Regions from separate parts of the Sus scrofa genome. Here region 1 is linked to region 2. Evidence: chromatin contacts called from public Hi-C data. All regions are on one chromosome and are shown on one strand. The core of a region is the stretch at or near the end of the contact, and the rest is flanking DNA. Distances in the headings are between cores, read along the strand shown. Region 1 holds the start of SEC61A1 (Sec61 translocon alpha 1 subunit). Region 2 holds the start of CHCHD4 (coiled-coil-helix-coiled-coil-helix domain containing 4).

Evidence for each region. A called contact is a pair of places that touch in the nucleus more often than the background predicts.
Region 1: a Hi-C map of liver shows a contact between it and region 2, with 7 times the contacts expected there. The contact joins the promoter of SEC61A1 here to the promoter of CHCHD4 in region 2. A contact is called at or near these places in 1 of 5 promoter capture datasets (liver) and 1 of 47 Hi-C or Micro-C datasets (liver).

Annotation. Positions count from the first base shown.
Region 1 is chr13:72,267,185-72,272,784 of Sscrofa11.1, reverse strand. SEC61A1 (Sec61 translocon alpha 1 subunit) reads left to right here and starts at 2,944. Exons shown (of 12, transcript NM_001244354.2): 1 at 2,944-3,076; 2 at 3,245-3,312. The coding sequence starts at 3,070.
Region 2 is chr13:70,413,912-70,418,773 of Sscrofa11.1, reverse strand. It overlaps CHCHD4 (coiled-coil-helix-coiled-coil-helix domain containing 4), which reads right to left and starts at 1,448. Exons shown (of 3, transcript NM_001243499.1): 1 at 1,255-1,448. The coding sequence starts at 1,276. It overlaps TMEM43 (transmembrane protein 43), which reads left to right and starts at 1,561. Exons shown (of 12, transcript XM_021069380.1): 1 at 1,561-1,797. The coding sequence starts at 1,786.

The sequences.
Region 1 (5,600 bases), core at 1,695-4,194, 1.9 Mb before region 2:
CATGGTTCCCAGTTGGATTCGCCTCCACTGCACCACAACAGGAACTCCTCAAGTCACTTTTTTCACTCCAGAGCTACAGATTTTATGTAACAAAATGCATCTAATACAAGTTTTACTTTGTGCAGATTTTTGCACAGTATCAAAACAAGCTCCAGGCTGGGACTCACTATTATTGTAATTCCTTCTTTGTTCTGTAGATTAACAAGACTTGGAGTTCCTGTCATGGCTCAGTGGTTAACGAATTCGACTAGGAACCATGAGGTTGCGGGTTTGATCCCTGGCCTTGCTCAGTGGGTTAAGGATCTGGCGCTGCCATGAGCTGTGGTGTAGGTCGCAAACGCAGCTCGGATCCCGAGTTGCTGTGGCTCTGGCATAGGCTGGTGGCTACAGCTCTAATTAGACCCCTATCCTGGGAACCTCCATATGCCGCAGGAGTGGCTCAAGAAAAGGCAAAAAGATAAAACAAACAAACAAACAAAAAACAAGACTCATGTTTATTACACAAGAAAGTATCAGAAATTATCCAGGTGTTCCCGTCATGGCTCAGTAGTAATGAACCCGACTAGTATCCATGAGGATATGGGTTTGATCCCTGGCCTTGCTCAGTGGATTAAGGATCCGGCGTTGCCATCAGCTGTGTTATAGGTTGCAGATGCAGCTCAGATCCTGTGTTGCTGTGGCTGTGGCACAGGCCAGCAGCTACAGCTCGGATTTGACCCCTAGCCTGGGAACTTCCATATGCTTTGGGTGCAGCCCTTAAAAAAAAAAAAAAGAAAAAGAAAAAAAAATTATCCAGATTTTGTTGTGTGTTCACTCAATTATAAATTCAACTAAATATATCATTATTTATACTCAATTACAAATATTGTAAATTAATATTTATAATAAAATAAATTATATTTATTAATATCTGTTATATAATCCTAAGTATATAAACATAAATACATTGTATACCTGCTACTTTCAAAAGAATCATATTGTGCTAAAAATAATTTCAAGTTGGTGATTCTCCTAAAGCAATTAGTATTTTCTTAAGACATGCAACTTAGCTACATTCCCTTCAGTGACACAGGCCAACCTGTGTCATGAATGTTCCTCTGATGTGGCTACAACAGGAGGCCCTATTTTCTTGTTTACTTATTTTTTTTTCTTTTTAGGGCCTCACCTGTGACATATGTAAATTCTTGGGCTAAGGCTTGAATTGGAGCTGCAGCTGCCAGCCTCCTGCACAGCCACAGCAATGCCAGATCCGAGCCACGTCCGTGACATACGAGAGAGCTTGTAGCAATGCCATACTCTTAACCCACTGAACAAGGTCAGGGATTGTACTGGAACCCTCATGGATACTAATCAGGTTCTTTTTTTTTTTGCTTTTTAGGACCACACTCATGGCATATGGAAGTTCCCAGGCTAGGAGTCAAATCGGAGCTATAGCTTCCAGCCTACACCACAGCCACAGCCACGCAGGATCTGAACTGAGTCTGACCTAAACCACAGTTCACGGCAACGTCAGATCCCTGACCTACCGAGCGAGGCCATCAATCAAACCTGAATCCTCAGATACTAGTTGGATTTGTTTCCGCTGTGCCACAAGGGGAATTCCACTAGTCAGGTTCTTAACCTACTGAGCCACAATGGGAACTACAAATTCTGTGGAAGCCCATTTTCTATGGTACTAATGTCTTAAAAACTGTCAGTACAAACCAATGATTTTATATGAAAACTTGTATTAGCTGACTGCAACAATACATTTACCACGATACACTTTACCATTAAGTATTTCAATGTTTTCACCATCAGTATGGTTCAGGGTGCATATGGGCTAAATATCAGCTCTGATCTATCTGCTGAACTTAGTACAGCGGCTGACAGTTTCAGTTTCTGGCCAAAACCCCAGAGGAGATTATGAAGGAATCCTGGACCGGAAGATGGGGCGTGATCTCAGAAGCAGCCCTAAAAGAGTAGCAGAGCTTACTTTTCCCTGTGAGGAAAAGTATCAAATGATGCCACACCTGAGTCATTTCAAGAAGTTCCAGCAGTCACTTGAATTTTCCACCCATGGGTCAGGTTTTCAAAAACCTTGTAGAAAAGACTTCCTGTTTTACAAAAACTTCTGAATCAAGGATTTACAAGTCCTGGCTAACTGCTAAAAACAGGAAGGGAAAAACTGAAATAACAATCCCTAAGTTAACACTGCACAAAGCATCTTGCCACATCTGCTTCTCCAACTTCTACCAGTACGGATGCAGACCGCTCCAAGAAACCTCCCTCCTCTAGATGCGGGCAGCGCAGTCTCTTTCCCTTCTTTCTGAGTACCTACCATGGGCCACCGTGGATTGCAGGTGCCGGGAAAATGAACTCACCGTCTAGCACCATCGCCCCGCCCCGGCCCCAAGACCATTAAATCGTAAGGTTCCCCTTCACACAGCCCTGGCTCCAGCCAAAGACGACTTCTCTCTTTCCACGATCTCGGGCAGTCACACCAGGTGCTGCGCTCGCAACCCTGGGGCGCCTCCTCCCGGAGGCCTCCCTGGACCCAGGACCCGGCTCCTCCCAGGAGCCTCCTGACCACGAACTGGGCCCCGGCCTCGCTCAAAAACCCCACAAACGGGTGCCACTGTCGCCCCGCCACCGCACACCTGGTGAGTACCGGGCACCTAGGTAGCGCCGGGACAGGCCTGCTCCAAAGAAGTCAGAATCTAAGGCGTAACTAGTCGCCGGTGCTGCGAGGAGCACAGAGGTGAGTCGGTATCCTTGCTCGGCGCTCGCGGACCAGACTGCGCAGCCGCACGCCCCGCCCCCCGACCCCCCCGACCCCGGCCCTCCTCCTCATCGGCCTCGGGGCCCCGCTGTACGCCGGGAATTGTGGTACCTGTGCAGGCGGTGCGCGGCCGCAGAGCGTGGCAGGAAGCGGAAGCGGAAGAGCCCGGCCGCGGCGCTATCACTGACGTGTCTCTCGGCGAGGCGCGGCGCCCCGGACCAGGCCGGGCGGGCAGTAGAGCTGCACTCGCAGCGCAGCGGAGCCGGAGCGCGACCCGGAGCCCGACCTGGAGCCCAGCAGCCGCCGCCATGGCGAGTGAGTCCCTCGGGGCAGCCTCGGCGACGCGGGCGGGAACGGGACCCCGCTGCCCCAGCCACGAAGCCCACCCTGTCCCCCGCCCTGCCCCACCTGGCCCGGCAGACGGCTTCCCGGGGCGGCACGCGGACCCTCAGCCCTAACACTGTTTTGTTTCTCCTCTCAAAGTCAAGTTTCTGGAGGTCATCAAGCCCTTCTGTGTCATCCTGCCAGAAATTCAGAAGCCGGAGCGGAAGGTAAGTTCAGGGAAGGCGTGGGAAACTGCCTGCACCCCGTTCAAATGACCCCGACACGCCGAGTGGACCCCCCTTGCCCCGAGCGGAGCCAAGTGGCCTGCCGGTGTGGGAGCCTCCGCCGAGCCGCCGTGCTTTTCTGGAGCGTCGTTTGCAGAGGTTACACCGGTGAGCAGAGCCTCGGGTTTTCCCTGCCCGGAAAATGGATCCTGGCCCGAGTGGATAGGGCCTCAGGAGCTTCAGGGTGCTTAGGTGGAGCCCTTGCTCCTTCAGCTCCAACAGAAGCAGGTCGTGGACTGGTCAGTATTCCAGGAGATGCTCCTTGTATCCAGCTGCTACAGGAAGCTAAGAGTAGTCACTTTACTCTGTATGGTTGAGTTAGTACCGTTTCTGTGGGCTGTCCCGTTACTGAGAACAAGGGCATTCATTCTGTGAAGCCTGCTTTTACTGCTGGTGATTTAAAACCTGGAAAGATAGAAATGTAGAGCTTTGCTGAATCTTTATCAGAATTTCCACTGCTGCACAGTTAGCTACAGGCGAAGACAGTGAGTGTTGTCATTGTATGTAAAACTATTAAACAAAGAAGAAAAATTTCATTGGTTTCTTAAAGAGAATTAACAGTAATATATTTTCATTGTTGCATTCTTTCTGTATGCCCCACATATGTGCTGGCTTTGATGGGCTAATAGGCAAAGTTGTATGTGTGTGTGTCCCCATCCCCATCTGTCTGTCCATCCCCAGCAGCCTAGCTCTGGAGGCAGGGTTGTGCTTGGGACCTATCCTTCGCACAGTCTCTTAATAACTGTGTGACCTTGGTCTTGTAACTGAGTGTGGTGGATGAAGCAGTGGAAGTATGTGCAGGGTACAGCACAGTGGCTCTGGAAGGGATTAACCATGGGAGACATGATGTCTGATGGTGGTTTTTACAGCAGAATATTTTCCTTAAAAAGGGGGAAAGGAATTCTAGGCATAAGGAATATAGAACATGCTAAGCTTAAGGAGATCAGTAGCTGGAGGGTGTTAGATGTGGTTCAGTATCAACAGAACAGAAAGTGTGGCTGAGAAACAGTGGGAGCCAGACAGATTAGGAAGCTGCTTCTGGGGCGGGATAGTAGATTTGGTGGTTGAGAGGCGTTTGCAGTAGAGAGTGAACTGTGGGAGTGGGCTGGGAGACATGGGTGGGTTGGGGGCTATTAAGGGGCACAGTAGACAACACTGGATAAACAGTTTTTAATTTTTTCCTGTTGAACTTAGCTGCATACGGGAGAGGAGGCTTGGTTATTAAAAAAGTGAGTCTGTAAAAATTGTCCACTCCTTTTTCCTGTAAAGAATCATTTCAGTGCAAGCATGTTATGTTACTGGTCAGCCTGTAGTTGTGTTGCCTTTTCTTGGCTGCCTCCTTACTCTCTTGGTGAGTGAGAGGAGGAAAGGGAGCATTCGCATGAAGACCAGTCTATGAATTCAGCCCATTCTCTCACGCAGTATCTGAATATCCATCCCTGTCGCCTTTATGTGCTTGTCTTGCTGAGGCCTGTGGACAGTGGTCGACACAAAGGTACTACAGCCAGTGCTGACCAGAGAATCAGGACTCTGGTTCCATGCTTAATTAGACCTCAGCTTAAAAGAGTATTTTATTTTATTTTATTTGTCTTTTTAGGGCCGCATTTGCAGCATGGAAGTTCCCTGGCTAGGGGCCAAATCAGAGCTACAGCTGCCGGCCTATACCATAGCCACAGCAATGCAGGATCCAAGCTGTGTCTGCAGCCTACACCACAGCTCACAGCAATACCAGATCCTTAACCCACTGAGCAAGGCCAGGGATCAAACCAACATCCTCATGGATACTAGTTGGACTTGTTTCTGCTGAGCCACAACAGGAATGCCAAAAGAGTATTTTTTAAGAACACCTTTTTTTTTTTAGGGCCTCGCATATGGAGGTTCCCAGGCTAGGGGTCCAATCGGAGCTGCAGCTGCTGGCCTACACCACAGCCAGAGCAATGCCAGATCTGAGTCACATCTGCTACTATACCACAGTTCATGGCAATGCCAGATCCTTAACCCACTGAGCAAGGCCAGGAATCAAACCTGTGTCCTCATGGATGCTAGTCAGATTTGTTTCTACTGAGCTATGACAGGAACTCCAAGAACACAATTTTGTTCATTTAGTACTGCCGCTCACAAGTTGTTTCCACTTTCACTTCCTTAGTCCACACAGTAATTACTATAATACAGTCATTCTAAGCCCGTTACAGCCATTCCTGCTGTGCAGGCTAGTGAAGACACTTAGGCTT
Region 2 (4,862 bases), core at 199-2,698:
TCAAAAAAAAAAATTGCTAAATGATGAAGTAAAGTAGACTCAGAAGGCAATAAAAAACAAGAGACCTACTCTCTAACAAAGCGGTGAGGGCAGAGGACTTTTGCTCAAGGCAGAGTTAAATATCAATCAATTAAAATAGCACTCATTAGAGACATCGTGAGTATTATGACTTTATGACCCAGGGAAGGAGGGTTCTGGAAGCAGAATGGGGTACTGGGGGAAAGGCCTAGCATTTTAGATTGAGCTGTTTTCCTACCTAAGCATGACCTTGGGTAGATCACCTCCATCTCTGGGCTTAAGGGTCCCTCAATGACCTGAGGGAGCTAGACTATTCATTAAAGAATTTCAGGGAGAGTTCCAGCTCTCTCTGGAGCTTTAAAGTCTCAGGTGTTCACCATCACCCTCACCTGGCACTAAAAAGGTGCTTCATGAATATGTGGAGAAGGAAGGAAGGCCTACTTCTCATTTTACAAGACTGAACACTGGGCCTTGGAGGGGCTGGGTGACAGCTCAGGGACAAAGAGCCAGTTAGCGGTTGTGCGCGGAGGCCCTCGAACCCCTGGCCTGGAGACTTCTGGGGTTCCAGGAGAGGTAACAAGGAGAGAGACCATAGACAGAAACCTATTTAGTTTTGTTTTTTTGGGGGGTTGTCTTCCCAACGGAAGGCTCCCTGGAATCCACTGGTCACCAGGCTGGGCAGCTCTGGAATCAGACCGCGGGGGTCCAACCCCAGCTTCCGGACTTGCCGGCATCATGGCATTAGCCTAGTCACCTCTGGGTCGCTGTTTACTCTCGGGAAATGAACAGGGCCTGGCTTAGGGCGCACCAGCGCCTGACCGGTCCCCTCGGGCGGTACTCCACGCCGCAGCACAGAGCACGCCGAGGGCGACTTTCCAGGACTGTTGACGGGCGGCGCAAACCGGAACACGTGGTGTGGGTAAGCGCCATAGTAACAATTAATACCTATAAACTCTCCGTTAGGAGCCAGCGGCAGCGCGCTCGCACTCCTCCGACCCCCAGGCCTAATTTAAGAGCTCTCTCACGTGGTGGTCCCTCAGACGTCCGGGTTCGAGCCTCACGGTGACCTTGGACCGCCTCGCTTCTCCCCGCTGCCCATCTGTAAAGCGGGGATGGAGACCCGACGCAAGGGTCCGAGGACTATCTTCCGCACCAGTGGTGGGGCGCGGGGGCCGCACAATCCGCCTGTTCCCTGCAGGCCCTCGTAGGCCGTCTCTAGGTACCCCGCCCTCCTACCTTCCTGCCGGCAGTAGGCCATAGTGCAGCCCGGCGCTCCAACCTCGCGGTGATCGCGGTGGCTGCCTCACGCCGTGACCTCTCCCCGGCGAGGCGGGCGGCTGGGAGGCCCGTGCGGACCCGCCCCCTCCAGGCCTGCCCTCCGCGCGCCTGCCTCGGAGCTCCTAGCCCGGCCTTCTCAACCGGGAACTACATTTCCCAGCAGGCCGCGCGCCGCCGAGCAACTCCCTAGACAGAAGGAACTGCAATTCCCAGAATGACCTGCAATGCGCAGGTGCACCAGTGAGGTACCGGGTAGGTTGCAACTTCCGGAGAGGGCACCAGACTACGTTTCCCAGGAGGAGGCGCGGCGGGCGAGAGCAGAAAAACCGCGGCTTGCGGGGCGTTGCTCTGTAGCGCATCCTAGGGCTCCGGGCTTCCCGCGCCTTTTGGCCGCCATCTGGCTGTCGAGAGGTGGCGGGATTCCGTGGTGCAGCCGTAAGTCCGTTTTCTTGCTGAGCCGAGTGAGGCGGGCGGTGACCGGATCCTGCCATGGCTGCGAACGTGAGTGTCCCCGGCTTCGCCGGCCACACCCAGGCTGCCTCGTCCACTCTCCCGGCCGCCCGCCGTAGCCCCTTGTGCGGCTAACCGCCTCCGTGCAGCCGGCCCTTCCTCCCTCTCGCTCCCGGGTCCGCTCCTTCCGGCAGGGCAGCCAGGTCGTCCGTACGTGCGGTCAGCACCCGGTGGTCCACGTCCTCCTCGGGGGCGCGTGGTGGTAGAGACGCAACCTCTGGAGGTGTGGCTCTGTCTCCGGGTCCGCTTATGTGCGGCGCCTCCGCGCAGCTCCTTCTTTCCTTCTCGGTTCCCGCCTGCGCCTTTGGGATTCTCACATTTGCGGACTTGAGAGTTGGACGGGACTTCAGACAGGAGTCCCCCATGGGGTGTGTGGGGAGGCAGATATCGCCCTGGTGAAGCTGTCCAGAAACGCACTGTCCTAGCAGGCACTGAGGTCCCCGCTCCAGGGAGTATGTAAACCAAGGCTCTGATGTTGTGCAGAGGGGCAGACTAGTTTGGAGCAGAGGAGTTAGCATGACTGGGAGAGGGAGCATTTCCCTACTGCTGGCCCCTCGTCTTCCTGGCTTTGGCTTGGTTGGAAAGGCCCTGGCTGAGGGCGGTGCCCTTGGAAAGGCAGCTGCTTTTCTCCCTGCTTTTCTGAGGAACCTTTCTATTTAAGCCCCACATTCATTCAACAAACCGAGGGGCACCTGCCAACAGGGTGCTGGGTGTGGGAGAAGCTGGTGACTCATGTTCCTGTCTTCTGCAAAAGTGCCTCTGGTGCCAGCTCGGAGCCCAGCCAGCTGAGGCACTCCCTCCCTCCTGCTTTGGTGGCATGTCCTAACCACTCTCTCTCTTGGCCTTTCACACCCTCTTAACAGGCCCTTCCTCTGTCCCCAAGGTCCTCTCTGCCTTCCACACCCCCTGAGAAGCCAGGGTTTGCCTCACCCACAGCCCCAGCACACTTTGCCTGAGTTTGCATTGTCTGGGAGGCCAAGAAGCCTTTGAAAAAGCACCTAGAAAAGCCTCAGAGGTGGTCCGGGAGACCCAGGGTCTTCCCTCGGCAGAGCGCAGTCAGGAGACCGCCAGCCCCCCCTCCATAATGACCACTTTACAGATAGGGAACTTTCCCAGCAGAGAAAGGCCCTGCCCAGGGTTGCAGAGCCAGCCTGGCAGGCTACATCTTGGGTGAGCGTAGCAGGCTTTGGAGTCGGGCTGACAAGTGGTCTTAATCTCTTGAGGTTTATGTTTCCTCATAGGATCAGTTAACCTGAAATTTAAAGGAAAACCATGCTTAACACACTTAATGCACTATAGGTTCGTACTTAATACATTAAAAAAAAAAAAAAAAAGTAGAGTTTATCCGCACAGTCCTAGTGGACAGAGACCATCTTGGGTATGTTGGTATCCTGACCTTTGTCAAGGAATGTAAATGAATGTGGGTATCCTCTGCTGCCAAGTCTTTGTTGATTCACCCAGCAATGCGGTCCACATTTGGGGGCATCAAGCCATGTGAGGAAGAAGGAAGATGGTGGGGTGGAGCAGGGAGGCAGCAGAATTCTTCTTCACTGAAACAGCCGTCCGTTGATACGGTTACCATCTCCATTCCAAATGAGCAAACCAGAGCAGAGAGGTGGAGCAGCTTACCCAGGGGTACACAGCGGGTGATTTTCAGGGCCCAGATGCAGAGCTCTTCCCACAGCTCACTGCTCATTGCTTCTGATCCTGGAGTAGTGAGTGGGGAGCAGGCAGGGAGGAAATCTCCATGACCATCCACATTTGCTGGGAATTTGGTTCAGAGTGTGAGCTGGGCATGCCATGCTGCTCCCAGCCTGAGGGGCACTTTCTTCCTTTCCTTTACAGCCATCTTCGAGCCCCTTATCTTGAAGTCAGCTCCTAGGTATGTGCTGAGGGGAGGCCCAGGAAGAAGCTAGGTCTTCCCACCCCCAAGGTGGGGTTGCACAGGTGGTAATGGGGCTGATTTCTTTTGCTATCCTGTGCTGCCTGCAGCCGGCTCCTAGTGTTCAACTCCTGTTATGACCCGAGAAGTTAGGAATGCAGTCCAGAGCAGGGTAACAGGAAAGTGGCCTCCAGCCTGCCCAGGTGTGAATCCTAAGTCCACTTCTTAGAGGCTGTGTGATCTCGCCTGGTGATGTAACTGCTGAGCCTCAGTTTGTTTTCTCATCTGTGCAATGGGGTCGTGATAGCACCCTCTCCTTGGGCTTGTCCATGTGATAGACTGGAGTGTTTGCCATTGTCATCGTTATGATGGTTGATGGTCCCCTCCTGCCTGCAGCAAATTGCTCCACTAATGTTTCCAAATGGCCTGGAAGGTCAAGACCATTTCTGAACACAGGACAAGTGGTGCCTAGCAGGCCTGGGCTGGTGGCATTCAGAGACAGTCAAAGAACACGGCATCAGCTTTGTTCAAATGGAGACTAACTTGAATCTCATCCTGCCCCACCCCCAGTGCCAGGATGGGCTAGCTCGTTCTCATTGCTCATCTGGGAACCACTTACATCTTTGTCGTTTTTGTCAGCTCAGCCCAGCCTTGGTACCAGTGATGGAGAAAGCTGATGACATTCCACCAGCCCGTGCCGCACGTGACTCACTGTGCCCTAAGCACTGAGCACCCTCTGGTTCTCACCATGACCCTATATGCTGGATTATTCTCCCCTCTTTACCGATTAGGAAGTGGGGGTACAGAGGGATTAAATTGCTTGCCCAGAGTCTCATAGCTGGTGTGTAGCAGAGCCTTTATCCAAACCCGGCCTTCTGGCTCCAGAGTCCTGCCTTTGACACTGACACTCTTGATCAGCGGTGGACAGGCTCTAAACCATGCTTCTTTTACCAACTGGACAAAGCTCCACCCACTGACTCTATGGTTTACCTATGACCCCCAACCCCATACATACCCTCCTCCCCACACCCGCTACCACCCAGCCAGAGCAGATGGGCAGCTTACCCCCAAATATGCTCAGAGATTCTGCTCAAATGCCCCCACCTCCAGGAAGCCTGCCTTGACCCTTTAGCTGGAAGGGATCGTTCCTTTTGCACAGGATCTGCCCCTCTCA